Regions from separate parts of the Mus musculus genome. Here region 1 is linked to region 2. Evidence: chromatin contacts called from public HiChIP or PLAC-seq data. All regions are on one chromosome and are shown on one strand. Each heading gives the region's core, a stretch centred on a gene start, on an enhancer-like site or on the middle of the called end of the contact. The rest is flanking DNA. Distances are from core to core; before and after follow the strand shown. Region 1 has its middle 16 kb from the start of Nlrp3. Region 2 holds the start of Wnt9a (wingless-type MMTV integration site family, member 9A).

Region 1 (5,438 bases), core at 1,368-3,867, 220 kb before region 2:
AACCCAACCCTACTGAACTGGGCTGCTGGTGTATCTGTGAGGTGTTTGTGAGTAGACCAAGTTGCCACTGCCTGCTAACCTGTGAACTGAACTGCCGATTTCCAGACAACACAGATGGGAGTTGCTCCAAAGAACCTTTCTAAACAGGTCCACTTCCCCCCATCCTTTCTTTTCTACTACCTCTGGTAGGTGGTGGACTACAAGAGACGTTAAAGTGTTTAAGAGCTATCATTAAAAATAGGTTTTGAAAAATTTAAAGTTACAATCTCTGGCTGTCTTAGGGTTTTTATTGCTGTGCTGAAACACCATTGACCAAAACCAAGTAGGTGAAGAAAGGGTTCTCTCATCTTACGGCTCTCCCAGGCCACTGAGGGAAGTAAGGGCAGGAGCTCAAAGCAGGAATCTGGAGGCAAGAACTGTTGGCTGAAGCCGTAGTGAAATGCTGCTTACTAGCTTGCTCCCATGGCCTGATCAGCCTGATTTCTCAAATAACCCAGGACCACCAGCCCACAGGTGACACAGCCCACAGTAAGCTGGACCCTCTCACACCAATCCTTAATCAAGACAGACAATGAATCATCACAGACTTACCTACAGGCCCAACCTCTGAATTAAGATTTCTGCTTCCCAGACGTGTCTAGGTTTGTGTCAGGCTGATACAACCAACAATGATGGGGATGGGGCTGGAGCAAGGGTGGGGGGCAGTAGATGACGTTACTAATATGGCAGCACAGGAGGCTGGAGAGATGAGTTGGTGGCCAAGAGAGCTGGTGGGTCTTCCAGAGAGCCTGGATCTGATCCCCAGCATGTACAGGATGGTTTACAGCTCTCTGTAACTCCAGTTCCAGGCGATCCAACATCATCTTCTAGTCTCCACAGGTACCTCACACCCATGGTACATAGATACATGCAGTCAAAATACACACATAGATAAATGAAAATTTTTAAAGGGCAAGAGGACTGAGAGTAGACACACAAGACTCCTGTCACAGGGAGGTAAGGTGGTCAGAGCCACTGGGGCTGGAGGATAGACATCCTGACTCAGGGATGAAGCAAGATCTAGTATCAAGGAGGGGGTTCTTACTAAACTGACTTGGCAAGATTCTTACCTAAAAGTAGAGTTTATAAGGAAGCACTCAGATAGGATTAGAAGAAAGAAGTCTGACTGGGACCATGGCTATGATTCAGAAGTAGACGGCTTGCCAGGCAGTGGTGGCACACGCCTTTAATCCCGCACTTGGGAGGCATAGGCAGGCAGATTTCTGAATTTGAGGCCAGCCTGGTCTACAGAGTGAGTTCCAGGACAGCCAGGGTTATACAGAGAAATCCTGTCTCAAAAAAAACTGGAAAAAAGAAGGAGGAGGAGAAGGGGGAGGGGGAAAGGGAGGGGGAAAGAAGAGGAAGGGGAGGGGGGAGGGGGAGGTGAGGTGGAGAGGGAGAGGGAGAGGGAGACCACTTGCCCAGCTTGCATGAGGCCCTGGATTTGATCCTAGAATTAGAATAAAAATAAGGGGAAAAGCCTGACTAAAACTTGGTCAAACAAAGTGTCTTTGTGACCCCTGCTGTCTCCTCTTAGTGGTGGGTACCCATGACAGAATCAAGGCCTTCCTGCCTGCTACCCCCTCCCACACTGAGCTACACTCTCAGAGTGTCCAATGCACATGTGCACACATGCCTGCCCTCGCACAGGTGCACATGCACACCCATACACACACACACACTCTCTCTCAAGCACAGGTGCACATGCACACCCATACACACACACACACACACACACACACACACACACACACACACACACGTACACACACACCCTTGCACAGGTGCACATGCACACCCATACACACACACACATGTACACACACACCCTTGCACAGGTACACATGCACGTACACACACATGTGCTCGCACAGTTAACTCTCCACTCACTGACCCCCATCTTGTATATGTAAACGTCTGCTTGTCCTGTTGGATTACTGTCGCACTCACTAGCTCCCTCCCAGCTGTCAGTGGTCCTGAGTAAAGTCTCCCTTGATCTTTCAACTGGGCTCAGGATTCTTCACCTTTAATAACAGCTGTCACTCTGACTCCTCACGGTGTAATGTCGAAATGTCCCAGAGTGAGGAGGGTGGAAATGAAGATGAGAGGAATGACCTGGGAGCCACAGCTCAAAAGACTGAAAAACCAAAAACATAATGAGATCAGTTAAGTTGTGCCTCAGTCAAATGCTTCCCCTACATCAGTGGTTCCCACCCTTCCTGATGCTATGACCCTTTAACACTGTTCCTCATGTTGTGGTGACCCCCCCCCCCACCAACCAAAAAATTACTTTCGCTGCTACGTCATAACTGTAATTTTGCTACTGTTTTTTTTTTTTTGATGAAATGTAATGTAAATATTTTTGGAGACAGAGGCTTACCAAAGGGCTCGAGACCCACATGGTGAGAACAATTGCCCTGTGCCTTTTCTGGGTACACAAGAAACAAATGTGTTGTATAGCCTGAGGATTTATACCCATAGTGCCTGATGGAAGAGTGAGACATTTTCTTTAGTGCTGTAGCCACAAGTAAGGTACAAGTACTGCTGAAGAGCCCTAAGGAGACTCACGGGGGCACACACCCATAGTAGCTGAGAGGAAAGGAGTCTGTGGGAGAGAGCAGGCAGCATGACCAATATATGCTATGTGCACATATGGAAATGTCACAGATAAACCCATTGTTACTTACAATTTATATACCAATAAAAAAATCTTTGCACTGAGTTTCAAGTTTTAAAAAGGGTTTAGTGGATGTAGCATTTAAAACACTACATGTCACAGTATGTTACCACTTCCCTTTTAATGAACTGAGATTCTTAAACCAGGAGGAAGAAAAAAAAAAGGAACTGGTCTCAACCTGCTGTTGCAATGCTTTTCCTGACTGCTCTGCACTTCTGCTACTGCTCCAGCTAAGCTGCTGTGTTCCCTCCTCCTCTCCCTCCCTCCCTCCCTCCCTCCCTCCCTCCCTCCCTCCCTCCCTCCCTCCCTCCCTCCCTCCCTCTTCTCTTCCCTCTCCTAAGCATAACCTGGCCCAGCTTGCCCCATCTGCAATCCCCGTGCTTTCCACATGGCTGCGCTGGAGAGAGGACGGATCTCACCACTTGGGTCCACAGAAAGCTCCTGCTGTCTGTTTGCTCCCGCTGGTTATCATGGATGTTAGGACTGTCTGCCCTCCATCGCCATCCCCAGATGGAGAGAACAGAAAACTGAGAAGCGGAGGAGAGTGTGAAGCCACAGCCCAGGGAGCACCAGACAATAAAAGGTAAGCGCAGGCAACAAGACCGTGTGATCTGACTGAGGTTTCCAGGAAAAAGCAAAGGATGAAATGCTAGAGAGAGCTGGTAATTGTGTGGGTGAGGGCTTGCTTGGCACTTAGGTTCTTAATTTACCACATAAATTTACTTCTATTAAGGTGGGCGGTGGTGGCTCTTTAATCCCACTTTAATCCCAGCACTTGGAAGACTCAGAGTTTCCATATTCTGAGCTCACTGAATTAGCCTCGATCCTAGAGATGTTACCTTTGTGATCAAGTTATGTGAAGTTTCTTCCCAAAGGTGAAGAGAGGGTCAGATATCCTCCTGCTCCACATAGTGGGTTGTCTGTCCCCTGACCTGCCTTGGTTTTTAGAAACAGGGTTTCTCTGTGTACCCTTGCTGTCCTAGAACTCTCTTTGTCGACCAGGCTGGCCTTAAACTCAGAGATCTGCCTGCCTCTGCCTCCTCAGTGCTGGGATTAAAGGCGTTCGCCATCACTTCCTGCCCTTCCTGTGTTGTTCGGGTCTGGCTGCTTCTCTGTTTAGGGAAAAGCAACTAAGCACTTTTATATAACGGAGATATCCTCAGAGTGTGAATGAAATGGGCAGGTAGCTTCAGGGAGAACGGAGAGGGTCAAAATTTGGTTGGAACTCAAATGCTAACCTATTATCCACCTGGAATTGGCATCAAATCCCACAGGCTGCCAAATGTGGTGGTGTAAGGCGGTTTATCCCAGCATGTGGAGAGTGGAGGCTGTAGGGAGAGTTCAGAGTTACAGAGAGCGTTCTAGATCAGCCACAGGCTAAGATTCAGCCTCACATAACGTCCTGGGTTTAGGTATCACTCTAAGGTCCTTGGCTGCCGCTTCTAGCCAACTGGTTACAAAGTCAAGCTTTCTAACAATTCTCCAATCTCAAGCTTGAAAATTCATAAATGTGGCTCCCACAGCTCAGAGGAGCACTTATTGCCTGCGAGGCCCGCACCGGTGGTGCAGGAAGCCTGTCTCTACAGCGCCCTCTTTTGGAACAGCATGGATATGGTTCCTGCTCAGCACAACATTCGACTTTTTTTTTTTTAAAAAACAGTGGAAGTAGCCTAGGAGCTGTCTTTGCTGCTCTCTGCTGGTCACGAATAGAACTGCCAAGAACTGCCTACGGCTGGATTCTGCTATGCCTCTGTGATTTTTCTGACTCCCTGGGGAATACTCCTAACGGGACCCCGAAATTTGCATCTTTTAGTCGTCTAGGGCTGGAATGATCTTGAGCTCTCAAATGCAAGATAGCAGTTCTCTTAAAGCCAGATGTCCTCTGCGGTATCCAAGGAAGCCAACCAAGTTCTGCTCCTCTGAACCCTAAGGGTTAGATGTGCTTATGTCTCACTCTTCCTCCGGAACCAGCCTGCTCCAGGATAGTTTGCAGAAGGGCACATTCCCCGCTACCAAGGCCGCCATTCTGGTTCCAAAGCTGCATCATAGCCGTACCAGTACTTATCCCTCAAGTCTGCTTCCAGAGACGTACTGGCTTTGAGATGGACTAAATCAGGGTGCAACCCGCACCCTCCATAGTCACAGGTCCCTGGACAGGCAAGGGGATGAATCACAGAAAGCTGCAGAGGCCGACCTTGGGACGGATCACCCTTAGCTTTGTTGGGCTGTACAGAAAAGGTGCAAACTCTTTGTATTAACACCCTTGGTGTTACAGGCTCTGCTCCACCCTGCTATTCAACTCACAATACAGAGGAAGTAAAGGATAACTTTATTAGTGGACAAATGTTCCCGTACTTGCACGTTTTTTTTTTTTTCTGAAAGTAATTCATTGAGTAAAAAGTTTGAAAGGAGTAAGACCTAAGAGATTGTTAAGACTGAGTTCCATATTCTGGTGGTTTAAACTGACAGCTCACAAAACTTCCAGTATCACTAAACCTTACACCGTGTGAGCTTCGTTTTGCTTCTCAGCATCAGTCTCTCACAGAGAATTCAGCTCTATCAGTATCTGGGTGTATTTCTGCATTTGCCGTAAGGAATAGTGGACAAAGAGAAAGAATTCTTGAGCCAGGCTTTTCTCTAGAAAACCTGGGTTCAATTGCAAACACCACATGGTCACTTAAACAACCATCTCTGACTCCAGTCTCATCTTGAGCCCTCTTCT
Region 2 (4,686 bases), core at 715-3,214:
CCTCCCAGGCCTCCTCTGACTCTTGGTTCAACAGGTACCCACTCTGCCCATCTTTGGGGTCTTTCCGCCAAGCCCAGACAGTGGATCTAATGGGCAGCTGCAGGAGAGGAGCGCTCAAAGGCATGGTCAGCTTTCCTTAATGGGTCCTCTGCAACAGAGAGCTAAGTAGAGGCTGACCCAAGCCATAGCAATACATCAGTATTGTCTTCGGTATCTGCTTGGGAGCCAGCTGACCTGTACTTAAACCCTGCCACGGAACCGGGAGTTCCAACACCCCTTCAGGCGCCAAGCTAGAGAATTTTCCCAAGATGCAAAGTATCAAGCCAGCTAAGCGAGGGTGAGAGAGAGGGATGGATGGGAGGCATTACAGCCACCAGGATTCTAACCCCATCACCTGTAGGTTCTGAATCCCAGGGCCACAAGGCCAGCAGCAGAGATCCCAGAAGGAGCAAAGTGGCCGCTCACGCAAGCCCAGGGCGTGTCAGATGCCTGACTGGGCCAGAAGAGAGGAAGGCACAGCTGGCTGATGGGCTGCTGTGACTCACCGCGGACCTGTGGCCAGACGGCCATCCTCAGCCCTCCCTCTTGCCCGCGGGTGAGGCTTAGGGCTGCACAGATGGCGTGCAGGGGCGTGCCAGGCCAAGGCCCAGGGGTCGGACCAGGGGAGCCAGGGTGGGGAGACCCTGGGAACCGAGACATGGAACTGACCCTGGAAGACAACCCAGAAGAAATGGACAGACGGAGGAGAAAGGAGGAGAAAGAAAAACACAAAGGGAAAATTTCCCATGAAAATATTTTATTTTCTTTGAGAACAGGATACACCTGCAGGGTTCCTCAGCCCAGCCGCCTCTCCCTGCCCTGGCGGGTGCCAGATTCCTAGACCAACGGGGCCCTCTGCCGGCCACACCGCTGCGAGCGGCCACTGAAGCCAGGGGCGAGGGAACAGGTGACCGGCGAAGGGCGGCGGCCCAAGACGCAGTCCAGATCACCCAGGACCAGGGTTGCGACCCGAGGGGCTAACCCAGGTCTCCCAGAGGGGGAAAGAAGGGTGATAAGCAGGGAGGGCAGAGAAAGCTGGGGCGCTGCCATGCGTGGTGCCACCCAGGACCTTGGAGAACTCAAAGTGCAGTGGGTGTCCCTCTAAAGATCGCTGGGTTCAGGCATCCCAAACCTGGGAAAGCGAGTAGAGAGGGAGGGACGAAAGGAACCAAAGGTGAAGAGACGCGCCCAAGAACGCGGCAAAACTGCTAACGCATAGACAGGCGAGTGCGGGCGGCGACCCCGCGGGACAGCGGCGGCGTTTACCCCCCGGGGTCAGGTCTCCCAGACGTGTTCCCGAGGGCCGAGGTCGGGGCCAGGCTCGGGCGAGCGCCAGAAAAAAGCGCAAGAAAAATAAATTTCTCCAGCTTGGAGGGTTTTTTTTCTCCCCTTTGGGGCTCAGTGCAAGGAACATCTGGATTTTGTACGTGTTTTTTTGTTGTTGTTAAATTAACTTTTCCAGGAGAGAAGGGGGGTAGTGGGCAGGGGCCAGGGAGGCTCCAGCCTTTTGGCAGGAACACCGCGGCCTAAGGCGGCGGCGGCGACTCGGGAGTCACCGTGGACCGCGGCCCCGCGCAAGCCCGTCGGGGACACCGGCCCCTCTACCTCTAGGGCGCACGGCGGGCAACGACCTGCGGACCGAGAGGCGCGCTCGCTGCCAACTAACGACTCCAAGCCACCCGTGTACCCCGCCGAGCACCTGGCGAGTGCTACCCCGGGCTCGATGCCCCCGTCCGGCCCCGCCGCCCTCGCCCGCCCTCGCGCGGCCGCCCGCCGCGGGCACCTACCCGAAGTAGGCGGCCGAAGGGCGCAGCGCGGCGAGCAGCAGCGTCAGCCCGAAGGCCGCGGCCAGCCAGCGCGCCAGAAGGGACCCATCCAGCATCTTGCCGCGCCGCGGCGGCAGACCATCGCGCTCCGGGCTCCGCGCAGGGCGCGCCGCGACCGCCGCCCTCTTATAGCGTCCGCAGCCGCGGCCGCGGGGCGGGGCGCCGGCCAGCTGGGCTCGGCCCGCCCGCGCCCCGGAGGAGGGGTCACGCCGGCGCCGGGGGCGGGCCGAAATCCGAGCTGCGCGCCCGCCGCCGCCGCCGCGGCCGCCGAGCTGCTCGGCTCGCGGGGCGGGCCTGGGGCGCGCTGTGGGGAGGGCTGGGCACGTGGCGCGGTGGGAACCCCGGTCGAGTAACGGAGCCAGAAGGAGCGATGGGGCGGGACTGAGAGACAGAGCAGGGTTAGACCCCGGGGCTAGGTGTCTGCAGCCAGGACACAAGTGCGAGCTCCGGGGTGTCTCCTGACAGTTAGGGACCGGGTGTTGGCCGCCGGGAAAGACATCCAAGAGCCGAGAAACTTGGACGACTGTGCTTGAGGGGATAGTGACTGGGTGGCTTGGGAGCGACGTTAGCCACTGGATTACAGAGCGGGAGCGTGGGGGGACGCGAATCCACTCGCGGGCCAATGTTGCCAAGAGGGAGCCACTGCTGAAAGTTGGGGTGCTGTAGCTGGAGGAATGGAAAGGCGACCTCTCCAAGGGAGACCAAAAAGGCATTTCTGCAGAGCCGGTGCTGTGGCCGACTTGGACCTGAGGATGGGACAATATGGTCCTCAGGGACTTCTGGACTACTAGCTGCAGATATCACTGACACTCAGGGACCTCATACCCCAAACAGGGTGGAAGATGAAGGGGACCGCTGGCCAGGATGGTGACTGGTCTGTGTGAAAGCCCAGAGCTGTGACTCATCTTCGTGGACTGAATTGTCTATAAGTCAAACCTTAACTAACACGCAGAGAAACACAATTGCCCAGGGCACCCAATAGACTGCTTAAGAGTCCCCTGACATTGGGGGAGGGGCGGCTTATTCAGGGACCATTCAAAGTGCTGGAGAATAGGACCGAGTGATTGGATCCTGACACATGCCCACCGCGTGTCAACCTTCCGTGCTGGAGACGCACTTTCTGTGCAAGACAGTGACACACACACACACACACACACCAGAGCCAAGCTAACAAAACCCAGGGACCTCCAACACTAGCGTGCCTCCCTGACCTGGGCTTACAGGGGCAAGCTCCACACCCTGGAAGGCAAACCTCCTTACCAGCCACCGCCTTCTCAACTTAGAGGGGCTGATTCTGGATGGGAGACCTCCAAGTCTGAGGGTTTTGAGCTCCTCTGGGAGGCTGAGTTGTCTAGCCGTGCACAGCAACTGCTCAGCCACCTGTCACGGCTCCAAAGGAAAGCAGAGGAGGAAATGAGTGAAAAAAAAAAAATCACATCAGCCTCCGCACTGGTCAGAGCCAAGCAGGTTACTCCTGTGGGTGTGGACCACCCAAGTGAATATACCCTGTCCTGACTGAAAAGCTTCCATATGTGGTGGGTGTGTGGCTGAGTGAGGGGTCGGGAGAGCCCATCACTTCCTCTCCGAGCCTTGGTTTCCCCATCAGAGGCCCATTTAACTACACGGTCAGGGGGACTCGTATCGCTCCCCATTGCTGGGAACCCACCTACACCCCACATCGCCATCCAATGGTGCTTCTGCATCAAAATGAACCCAGAAGGCAGCTCCAGCCATGGCAGCATGGGGGTGGTGTGTGTGTTGGGGGGGTGGGGAGCAGCATCAGGGAGACTTCCACCTGGAGGCCTGGCTCCCGCTCCTAGGAAGAAGCAGGAGACGGGAGACGCTGAGCGATGACATATTTAAAGGCACGAGATTGCTTCCAAGAAAAATGATGTGTGAGATTGTAAACGAGTGTCGCCAGGCACTGCAGGCGATGCATACTCGGTGAGAGCGGAGCTGGCACCTCGGCCACCCAGCAAGTGCAGAGGAAGGAGGCAGCAGTCTTGGGCAGCCCACGCACAGAGAGGCCTGGAGTCAGCCCTTGTACATCTTTGGAGATGGGGTGCTTGCTAGTGAGGATGACCTACCTTTTAGATGCTGGAGACAGTTCTGCTTTCTTTAGTCTTGGGTAGGTCTGATCACAGCAATGCTCCGGAAGTAAGGGTAGCCTATCTCTGAGTGTCCTGTCAAACTCAGAGCCCTGGCCCATCTCCAGGGGACCAGGGCATGTGGGTGGCAGGGCTCATGCTTGCACAAGGTAATGCCATATCTAAGTCTTAGGACTTCCCCAGCCTTCTATTTCCATAGATGGGGTGGTGGCAATAGATGGTGGAGATACCACCTGTACCACCTTCAACAGGACTTCAGGAGACAGTGCCCCAGCACCCTGTCACCTGCATGTTGCTCACCCATATAGCAATCTTGCTCCAAAGCACAGGGAAGCCAAAGTGTCCCCTCTCTCTTCCACACAAACCTTTGAGGTGCTTCTTCATACAGGGCTTGGCACTGCTACGCTGTCCCAAAGGAGGACCAGCCTGCCAGTCCTACTATATCTGCCCAAACTGTCACCAGTCAGCCTAGCATCGGGTTGGAAAGGGCCTCTGCCCCATGGAGGTTCTGCCACACGTGTTTGTGTCTCTGATGAAAATGGGTAGAAAGGAGAGAAAAGCTCAGGGGAGGAGGGCACAGAGGACCAGAGTTAGCAGGTCCAGGAAGCCCTGTAGCCCAAAATGAAACCAGAGGGCTTTTGGGGGGCTGGTCAATATGCAATGCCCAAAGGAGCCATTAAGTAGATAGAAAGCAAATTCCAAAAGAAGAGCTA

What was found. HiChIP or PLAC-seq counts read pairs in DNA pulled down with a chosen protein or histone mark.
Region 1: a CTCF HiChIP or PLAC-seq map of pro-B cells shows a contact between it and region 2, with 4 times the contacts expected there. The contact joins the enhancer-like site here to the promoter of Wnt9a in region 2. A contact is called at or near these places in 12 of 39 promoter capture datasets (the C10 cell line, the HPC-7 cell line, HPC-7-derived erythroid cells and 9 more), 2 of 15 datasets of contacts at CTCF or cohesin (large pre-B cells and pro-B cells), 2 of 484 Hi-C or Micro-C datasets (bone marrow-derived macrophages and uterus), 6 of 115 datasets of contacts at active chromatin or transcription factors (embryonic midbrain, embryonic stem cells, extraembryonic endoderm stem cells and 1 more) and 3 of 9 other capture datasets (adipose tissue, embryonic stem cells and liver).

Annotation. Positions count from the first base shown.
Region 1 is chr11:59,524,355-59,529,792 of GRCm38.p6, reverse strand. No RefSeq gene overlaps it. Among named protein-coding and RNA genes, the nearest start is that of Nlrp3, 16 kb to the left of the region's middle. Within about 2 kb of position 2,617, at least 53 of the 459 cell types and tissues checked have an H3K27ac peak or open chromatin away from gene starts, as enhancers often do. A contact at or near this core is called in adipose tissue, bone marrow-derived macrophages, macrophages and 2 more, where this site is marked.
Region 2 is chr11:59,304,208-59,308,893 of GRCm38.p6, reverse strand. Wnt9a (wingless-type MMTV integration site family, member 9A) reads right to left here and starts at 1,964. Exons shown (of 4, transcript NM_139298.2): 1 at 1,827-1,964. The coding sequence starts at 1,921.